Regions from separate parts of the Sus scrofa genome. Here all the other regions are linked to region 1. Evidence: chromatin contacts called from public Hi-C data. All regions are on one chromosome and are shown on one strand. The core of a region is the stretch at or near the end of the contact, and the rest is flanking DNA. Distances in the headings are between cores, read along the strand shown. Region 1 holds the start of SKI (ski oncogene). Region 2 holds the start of LOC110261081 (MORN repeat-containing protein 1-like). Region 3 holds the start of RER1 (protein RER1).

Region 1 (3,126 bases), core at 385-2,884:
GGGCCTGGACACCTGGCTTGGGCTTTGAGTCTGTCTCCCGAGACTTCAAGGCACAAACAGGCCCCGCCTGGCCAAGTTCTGCCTGCTGGGAAGTGCCAGGCACCCCGTGTGCGAGCCTGGGAGCTTGGGGGCCAGGGCAGTCCCCCTCGCGCATGGGGGCTGGACACTTGCTTTGGGCCCGAGGAAGGACTGGACTTGGAGCTCCAGCTTGGGCCCAGCCAGAACCACTTTCCCGGGGACTCGGGACAGAGAGTCCAAGGTCTGCAGCCTGCCCCTCCCGGCTGTCTGGGCAATGACCGTGGGCCTCAGCAAGGCTTCGCCCACCAAGCCTGCCCCAGGCTCCCCAGGGCTCCCAACCAGGCCAGCCTGGCTCAGGCTGGGAGTCAGACAGGAGGCTCTTCCTCCCGGGCTACCTGGCCCTCTAGGGGGACAAGGACACTCCCCTGCCCCCCCACCCCAGTCTCCTTAAAACAAAACAAAACAAAACACCGAGACGTGTGGAGGCGGAGGAAGCACAGGTCGCACCGCGCGCCCCAGCCCCTGCCCACAGCCACCACCCCCCCCCCACCGCCGCCGCCCCCCCCCAGGCGCGCCGCCGCCGCTCGCAGGACACTCACCCGGGGCGCCCGCCTCTTGTACTTGTTGCCGTAGTCGAACTTCTCCTTGACGTCGTCCAGGCATCTGCCGAGGCGCGCCTGCTCCTCCTTGCCGGTGTAGTCCTGGCTCAGCAGGATGTAGGCCCGCCAGTTGGCCGAGTCGAAGCCCCAGTGGCAGGTCCGGTTCTCCAGGGCCTTGTGCGAGTGCACCACGAACTTATGCGGTGGGTACAGGAGAGAGCAGTCCAGGCACTGGATGCAGGCGGCGCTCGGGCTGCTGTACAGCTCGGGGACCAGCAGTCCCTTGCACTTGCCGAAGCACTCGTGGTACACGCGCACGCTGCGCTCGCTGCGCTCCAGGCCCAGCGCCAGGCTGGCGGCCAGCTCCTGCTTGCAGGGCGGCGGGTAGGCGCCGCCGTAGAGCAGCGCGTTGCACAGGCGCTCGGCGTCCGTCTTGGTGATGAGCCCGCACGAGGGCGCCGAGAAGGGCAGGATGCCCATGACTTTGAGGATCTCCAGCTGGTCGGCCGTGCAGCGCGAGCAGTAGATGTGCAGCTCGTCGCACACCGAGTTGATCTGCTGCAGCGAGAAGTCGCGCAGCACCGAGTTGAGGATCTGCGGCAGACACAGGCGCTTCTCGCCGCCCACCACGAAGCACGAGATGGTCTCGCCCTCCAGCACGGTCTCGCAGCGCTCCGTGGAGCGGTCGGACGGCATGAAGAAGGGCCCGGGCAGCACGGGCGGCGGCGGCTGGATGGCGGGCAGGTGCAGCACCGGCGGAGGCTCGGCGGCCGCGGGCACCGGCGCCGGCACCGCGGCCGCGCCCGCCTCCTTGGCGCTCTCCTTCTTGTAGGCCTCCTGCGCCCAGCGCGCCGAGAAGGCGGCCGGGCCGCCCAGCGAGCTCATGGAGCTCAGGTGGAACTGCTCCAGCGTCTTCTGCAGCCCCGGGTGCGGCTGAAAGCCGCCCCGGCCGCCCGCCGCCGCCTCCATGGTGCGCTCCGGCTCCCCAGGCCGCTCCCGCTCCCGCGCGCCCGGGCCCCCGCGGCCCCCGCCGCCGCCGCCCCGCGCGCCCCGGCGGCGCCCCCGGCCCCGGCCCCGGCCGCCCCCCGCCACCGGCTCCCGGCCGATCACGGCCGCGGCCTCGGCCTCGCCCGGGGGCGCGAAGGGGAAGGCGGGCGGGGCGAAGGGGTCCCGCCGCTGCAGCCCGCCGCCGCCCGGGCCCGGCGCCACATCCACGCGCCCCGCGCCGCGCCCGCCGCCGCCCGGGCCCCCGCGCGCCCCCCGCGCGCCCCCCGGGCCCTAGGCGCGGGGCATGCCCCAGCGCGCGCCGCCAACGCCAACGCCAACGCTCGCGGGCCCGGGGCTCGCGGGGGGCGCGCGGGCAGGTGCCGGCGCCGCGAGGCGCGAATCGCCGCGGCGGCCGAGGCCGAGGGGCCCGGGAGGAGCGGGGGCGCGGGCGCGGGGCCCGCCGGGCCGTCCTCGCGCGGCGCGCCGCCGCCGCCGCCCCGCTCCTCCCACCGCGCGGCGCCCGCCCGGCTCGTCCCGGCGGCGCTGGCCGGCCGCGTCGCGCCCGCCGCCGGCCTCCCGGCCCGGCCCGCGCCCACCCCGCCGCCCGCGCCCGGCTCCGCGGCCTGCCCGCCCGCCCGCGCGCGCGCGCGCGCGGCTTCCGGGGCGGCGGAGCGCCTGTGGCGGCGGCCTCAGACCGCGGCGGCGGCGGCGGCGCGGAGATCGGCGCACATCCTCCCGGCGGCTCGCTCCAGCTCGGACTGAGCGCCGGGCGCTGAGCTCACGCCGCCGCCCCGCCCCGCGCCCCGCCCCGCGCCGCGCCGCCGCCCCGCCCCGCGCGTCGTCTGGGGCCGCGCGTCCGCCTCAGCCGAGCGCCGGCCTGGAATGCGCCGGCCCCCCGACCCGGCTCTTCCAGGAACGCGCGCTCCCCCCGCCCACGCCCGGCGCTCGGCCGCGCTCGGCCGCGCTCGGGCCCGTCCGCCCGGGACTCGGCTCCGCTCGGCCCAGCCCGCCGGGGACTCGGGTCTGCTCGGCTCCGCTCGGCTCCGCTCGGCCGCAGCCGCCAGGGGTTCAGCGCTGTTCGGCGCCGATCGGCCCCACCCGCCGGAAGGCGGCTCCGCGGGGGCGACGGCGGCGCCCCAGGCCCCTCATCCGGCGGAGGCCGCTTCCTGCGCGGCCGCGAAGGCCCCCGGCCCGCCGCCCCGTCGCCACCAGAGCCCAGAAACCCACACGGGGCCCCCACCACAACCGCAGACCAGCTGAGGAGCGGACAGGACGGGCCGCGCGTCCTCCATCAACGCCGCGGTCCCCACGCACACGATGGGGACACCAGGCAAAATGATCCAAGTCGCACATAGTACAGGGACACCAAGCAACACGATGTGGGTTAGGAGTGCAGCACCCCGGAGACACACACCCCCCCCGCAGGAGACAGACCCCGTGCAGCCTGTCCTGGGGACCGACCGCCAAGGCATGACTGCTGGCAGGAAGGGCCACGCTGTGACCCCGCACCCGGGTCTCCCCA
Region 2 (2,939 bases), core at 56-2,555, 69 kb before region 1:
GGCGGAAGCTGCAGCGGGCGCTGGAGGCGGAGATGGAGACGCCATTGAAGAAAGCCGCCAACAGCGCCACAAATCTGATGACAACCATAAACCCACAGATCCCAGAAACTCAAGAGCCCCAAGCCCAGGCAGCCTGGAGGCAGGTAGCTCAGGGTGGGGGGCAGGACCCCCCACGGGGCGCGCCCGGCCCTCCCGCCTCCCCCGCGGCCCCCACCCCAGCCTAGTCACCGGTGGCCCCGGGGCGGGCTTCCCTGCTGACCTGGGCTCCGGGGGGCTGGGAAGCTGATCCCAGGGCTTGGCACACAGCTGGTGCCCAGTGCCCCTTTCCGAGCTCCCTCAGGACCCCCGCCTCGCACTGCCCGGTCCCCTTGCGGCCAGGCCCCGCGCCCGGCGGCTCCTCGGCCCCTCTGGCGGCTCCTTCCTGGCTCTGCCGGTTTTCCCGAAGCCCTGGGGGTTCTGTAAAAACTCTCAGGATTCTTGTAACCCCGTTTGTTTCTCTTAAGGCTGGCAGCCTGACAGGCTCTGGTTATTCTTAGAGCTAAATTATTTATCTGCCCCCCTCCCCCGCGCTTCAGAATCTTTAACGTGGCTCCTGGCTGGGAGCCAAGGCCCACTTCCCCCACTCAAAATGAAGTAATTTTAAAATCTTTTGTCTTTAATTTTTTATCACCCCAACCATGCATGTGGTATTTCAGCTTGGCAAGGTCAGAACCGGTGGGGGGGTCACAGAGCCTGTGCCAGGAGCCCCAGTGCTCCGCCCCCAGCTCCGATGACAGGAAACCGCCAGCCGCGGAGGGCAGGGCTGGGGCTCCCCGCCCCCGGCTTCCCCGAAGTCCCTTTGGAGGATAATTCAGGTCAAAGCCCAGCCCATGCACCTGGCGTGTCTGGGCCTCTAGAGCCCGAGGATCCAGGGTTGCCGTCCGTGCACACGGCCAGCCCCCTCGTGCCCAAGGACACAGACGGGACCGAGGGTGCTGCTAGACCCGGCTGGGGCACCGTGCTGTGCAGCCCGAACTTCCCTCCAAGTGGAGCCCGGGCCTGCTCACCAGGGACGCAGCCAGGTCTCCGGGGCAGGTGACCCTCCCCTGGCGGCAGCAGGGGGCCCATCACACCACAGAGCGGAAGCCTGCCCGCTGAGACAGACTCGCCAAGACTGGGCTGCTCAGTGTGGCAGCTGCGACCTGAAGAGAGGGCCTCCATCCCTCAGCCAAGTGGGCCTGGCCCGGGGACCCCACTCCCTCCTGGCTCCCCTCATGAGGGTCCCCGGGTGCCCCATGCCCCCCCCCACCACTATGTCCCACTGAGTCACTTCCTGCTGGGAAACAAACGCAGCTCATGGGTCCCTTCCAAAGAGACTCAGCAGGTCAGCTGTCTTCCCCGAGGCCCCCTGCTCTGCCCGGGGGGCTCCCCCAGAGCCTGCATGGTGGGGGCACCGTGGAGGCAGCAGTGGGCTCCTCCGCCTGAGGGCACATCCAGGTGTAGACGGTGTGGTTCAGGGGCTGAGGGCCAGGGAGCTGGGCCCCAGGCCTCGGGGGACCAGCCCCCCAGGGCAGGCAGAGGCGCTGGTGCCCACGGCCCCCCGGGGGCAGTGGTGGGCCGGGGACGGACAGTCACACGTCAGCCTGCCCAAGGCCTTTAGTGGCTCCTCCTCTTCTCCCCACAGGCCTGATGGGGTGGCCACTACAGAGCCGGCAGCAGCGGCAGCCTTCCCAGGTAGGTGGGCAGCGGGCGGACACGTATGCCAACCTCCAGAGGCTGGGTGGCCTCTACCTTCCTCTGGAGGCACCGTCAGAAGGGCAGCTCCCAGGCTCCGGGCGGGCCTTGGCTTCCCCAAGGGCCCCCAACAGGCTCCGACCCCCCCAGGCAGCACCAGACCGCCCTGGGCAGCTGGAGGAGGCCGACAGGCCAGGGTCCCCACCAAGGCCCTTCTCTCTGAAGAGTCCTGCCTCTTTGAAGAACGGCACGTGCCCAGCAGGGCCCCTCCCTGTCCCTCAGCCAAGGTCCCTGCTTCCTTGTCTCCATCCTGACTGGAAGGCCACTAGGCTTCCAGGTGTGGCCCCCACCCCTCGGGCCACTGGGAGTGATACAGACGCTGGCTGCTGGGCAGGAAGGCCCCTGGGCAGGGCAGGGCTGGGCTTCCCAGCCGTGCCCCCGCTTCAGGCGGGCACTGGCTGGCCCAGCACCATCCACACACGTCTGCTGACCGGCTGATAGAGCTGGCACCGGGGTCACCCCATCAGGACCCCAGGACCCTCACGTGTGCCGAGGAGGTGGCATGGTAGGCAGAGAAGACGTGCTGGGGAGAGGCCAGCGAGGGAGCGGCTGCATGTCCAGCCCGTGCGGGGGCAGCCAGGTGGACGGCCGCGTCTGACACGTGGGCCAGGCCGGCCCAGGCTCAGCCAAGACACCGGGGCGAGGCGGGACCACGTGGCTGTCGGGGCTGGGCCTCAGGCGGTTTCGGAGGCGGCGAGTGGCCCCCGGCCCGCCCCTCTCCCCTCTGCTGGGAGCAGGGCCTGGGGAGCAAGGTCAGATGTGGGCTGGGGCTCGGCTCTGCGGCCGCTGCCCCCCGAGCCTGCGCCCGCTCCCTTGGCTGCGGGCTGGCGGAGCCGCGTGTTCTGGGAACACCTAGAAACCGGCTGCTTGGAAACACTGCGCGTTGCCATGCGCGGTCCTCCAGGCCGGCCAGGGAGGCCTGCCTCTGGCTGCGGAATGTGGGCCCCTCCCAGGCGCCCGGCCCGGCCCCCAGGCTCCCCAGAACCGTGGGTTCTCCTGAAGGAACTGACTCCAGGCCCCGCAGATTCCTGCCAGCCCCAGAGTCTCTTTCAGGTCCTGCCCCAGGCACGTGGGGCGTCCGTCCGCGGCCCCGGGCTGGTCTGCCTCGCCGCGAGGAAGGCGGCCTGTTTTCCAGCACCGGGTGCTGGAATGTTCCCTGACGGTGG
Region 3 (3,148 bases), core at 378-2,877, 110 kb before region 1:
CACACGGCTGTGAGATGCAGGCGACAGGTCCTCAGCCCCCACCCAAGACCTCCCGGGGGGAGGCTCAGCCAGGCCCTTAGAGCCGCCTCGGGAGCAAGCCAGCCTCTGCCGCACACGTCAGCCCCGTTCCCAGATCAGGGCCTGCCGTCCCTCCCTCTGCTGCTTAGAGGCCGCCTCTTCAGAGAAACACCCTCTGTGCCCAGCCCCTTAGCTCATGTCACCCTGTTTTCTTTTGTGGGACAATCATCTGCGACTGCTCTCCACTTCATTTCTCTGCTCCCTCCCGCTAGGAGGCAAGCTCCTCCAGGGGGAGTCCTGGCCGGTCCACTGCTGGGCCCTATGGCCTACAAGGGCCGGCCACTTAGCCAGTGGGGTGGGGAAGTGCTGCCGGACCTAAAGGCTTCAGGCTCGGCCACGAGGAACAGAGGAAAAAGCAAGATCAACAAATCATCCCAGGAGTTCCCGCTGTGGCTCAGCAGAAACAAACCCGCCTAGGATCCTTGAGGCTGCAGGTTTGATCCCTGGCCTCGCTCAGTGAGTTAAGGATCCGGTGTTGCTGTGGCTGGGGCAAAGGCTGGCAGCTGCAGCTCCACTTCGACCCCTAGCCTGGGAACCTCCCTATGTCACAGGTTAAAACAAACCCAAAATCCACCCCAACAGAGGCCATGAGGATCACATCTGAAGTTGTAGCCAAACCCTCCTGGGCCTATAGGTCCAGAGCCATCATTGCACCTGTTTGTGGAGTGGTTCTCCCTGCTCAGACAGCACGTAGGGCAGAGGAGCAGGCCTGCCTGGCGCCCAGGTCAGCCACCGCTTGGCTCCCACAAGCTTGCAGTTCACTGCAGCGCCCCTTCCCTCATTCCTCCTGGGTTCCCAGCAGAGTAATTTCCCACACTTTCAACCTCTGATGTCGTTCCCTGTACTACTCGGCGAGGCCCCGCGGCCGGCTCCTCCCTCCCCTGCGCGTAACCACTTTCCAGTCTCCACCTGGCCCTGATCACACGGCACCTACACTCACCAGGACCTGGGAGCCCTCACACACCTACTGGCGTCCACCTTACACATCTTGCGAAGTGGGAGACCAACCCGGCCGAGAGGAGGCGCCCTGGGACACTCCCAGCCCCAGGTGCCCAGGGCAGGTTTCCGGAGGGCAGCTCTGGGCAGGCACGCGGGGCGCCGTCGGCCGGGTCAGCCCGAGCGCTTGGGATCCTCGATTCAGAATCGCCAGGACCTCGAGCGACCCAACTCCACCGCGACGCTTCCACCCAAACCCTGCAGGCCAGCCTGGATCGGCCAGGACACCGAGGCCCCACGGCCCGGGGCGGCCGGCGGAACCCTCTCGGGACACGCCAGCGGGGGCGGGGGTCTGGTCACCGCGGGGACCCCGGGCCCGCCCCTGCCCTGCGCTCGGCCGCCAGCACCCCGGCCCGCGCCCTGCCCGTCCCGCCCGCCGGCACCTCGCGGTCCGCTGCGGCCGAGCGCGGTCTCCCGAGGGCCGCGGGAAGGAGGACGCGGGTGGCGGCCGCGCCGGCGCTTCTCTCGGTCCTAGAACGAGCAGCCGAGCACTTCCGCTCCGTCCTGTGCGGCGCCGCCTCCCGGCCCTCCAAGATGGCTGCCGGGGCGGGGCCGAGAGCCTCCAACCATTTCCGCTTCCGGTGCGGGGGGCCCAGGCCGTTGGCGGGGCGGTCGCGTCGGCGGAAGGGACGTAACCTGCGGAAATTCGCCGTCCCGCGCAACCGCAGTCGCGTCCTCTGGCTCCCGGCCCAGAGAGTTCCGCTCCAGAGATTGGTAACGCCCAGAAACTGAAACCAGGCCACGCCCCCCGCGACCAACGAGCCAATGGAGGAGGGCTGTGAGGTTGCTAAGGGAAACCTCTAGCGGCAAGATGGCTTCTGCCAGGGAGGGGAGCACGAACTCCCGCCTGACAGACCGCGACCCGCCAGGGCGGCCACCGCAGGACGGTAACCGCTGACGCATCCTACCAGGCCTCGGTCGTGGTGGGAGGGAGGCGGGCAGGTCTGGGAGCTCGCTGAGCGCCCCTGGCCCCTCACGTTCACTTTGGGAAGTCCGAGTCCTGAGCCGGGGCCAGAACCTGAGGCCCCGAGCCCCCCGACCTGCTCCTTCCCCGCGCCCAGCCCTCACGCCCGGGAAGACGGTCCCAGTGCCCGCTGGGTGGGCGGGGGCCCGGGCCCAGAGTAGCAGAACCGGCCGGGTCCTGGAGACCTAGCCAGGAGCAACCCTAGTCGGCCCTAGGTGTCCGGGCCGGCGCAGGACCGCACCTCCTGACGTCCCCAACGCGCAGTTGAGAAGGGCCGCACCCGTAGTATATGGAGGTTCCCAGGCTAGGGGGTCTAATATGAGCTACAGCTGCCGGCCTACACCACAGCCACAGCAACGCCGGATCCTTAACCCACTGAGCGAGACCAGGGATCGAACCCACAACCTCGTGGTTCCTAGTGGATTCATTTCCACTCCGCCAGGATGGGACCTCCCAGAAGGACATTTGATAGGAGTTGTTCATAGCATCAAAGAAGTGGGAACAGAGCGATCCCAGTCCATACCACTAACTTCAGGTAGAACTCAACCCTCGCTTACAGCAGATGCCAAAAGACACCGAGTCTGGCAACCCCAAGCTTCCCTAGAGCCGCCCCCGCCAAATCTGGTTTTGAAACAGGAGGGATGGTGGGGAGAGGGCCCTTCCCCCTCCAGGAACTACTGGAGTTGGGCGTGGGGGATGATGTGCCCAGCAGCTGAGTGGCAAGAAATGAAGTGGGGCAGGCCCTTCCCAGGTGCAGGTGTAGATTTTTGTCTGGAGAATGTGGTGCAGTGAGGTCCCCGCAGAGAGATGGGGGGCTCTTTCCACCCCTACCCACCCCCACCTTCACCCAGCTACTTTGGCTCAGCTGAAACGTCCCCTCTCCAGGAAAGCTCTCCGCCAGGCCTCCCGAGGACCCTGCACTCGCTCGCCCCAGCCCCCTCCCCCACCTCTGCACACCTAGTAGTTGCTCAGGTCTTTGCTGCAGTTCCAGTCCTGACCCAAACTGAGCCTGTGGGGAGAGTTCGCCGGAGGTGATGCCACGGACACCTGGAGAAGCCCCCAGCCCATCCCCACCTCACTGTTTGCTGATCATCAGCCGGGTCACCTGTG

The links. Hi-C and Micro-C count contacts between places; a contact is called where the count stands out from the background.
Region 2: a Hi-C map of skeletal muscle shows a contact between it and region 1, with 2.0 times the contacts expected there. The contact joins the promoter of LOC110261081 here to the promoter of SKI in region 1. A contact is called at or near these places in 2 of 5 promoter capture datasets (fetal liver and liver), 21 of 47 Hi-C or Micro-C datasets (adipose tissue, alveolar macrophages, blood and 11 more) and 2 of 2 datasets of contacts at active chromatin or transcription factors (alveolar macrophages and skeletal muscle).
Region 3: a Hi-C map of liver shows a contact between it and region 1, with 4 times the contacts expected there. The contact joins the promoter of RER1 here to the promoter of SKI in region 1. A contact is called at or near these places in 9 of 47 Hi-C or Micro-C datasets (brain, embryonic fibroblasts, fetal skeletal muscle and 4 more) and 2 of 2 datasets of contacts at active chromatin or transcription factors (alveolar macrophages and skeletal muscle).

The regions. Positions count from the first base shown.
Region 1 is chr6:64,186,773-64,189,898 of Sscrofa11.1, reverse strand. It overlaps SKI (ski oncogene), which reads right to left and starts at 1,634. Exons shown (of 7, transcript XM_021095201.1): 1 at 618-1,634. The coding sequence starts at 1,586.
Region 2 is chr6:64,255,731-64,258,669 of Sscrofa11.1, reverse strand. It overlaps LOC110261081 (MORN repeat-containing protein 1-like), which reads left to right and starts at 1,305. Exons shown (of 2, transcript XM_021095204.1): 1 at 1,305-1,713. The coding sequence starts at 1,305.
Region 3 is chr6:64,299,618-64,302,765 of Sscrofa11.1, reverse strand. RER1 (protein RER1) reads right to left here and starts at 1,627. Exons shown (of 7, transcript XM_005655986.3): 1 at 1,458-1,627. LOC100624218 (MORN repeat-containing protein 1) reads left to right here and starts at 1,786. Exons shown (of 12, transcript XM_013988730.2): 1 at 1,786-1,961. The coding sequence starts at 1,886.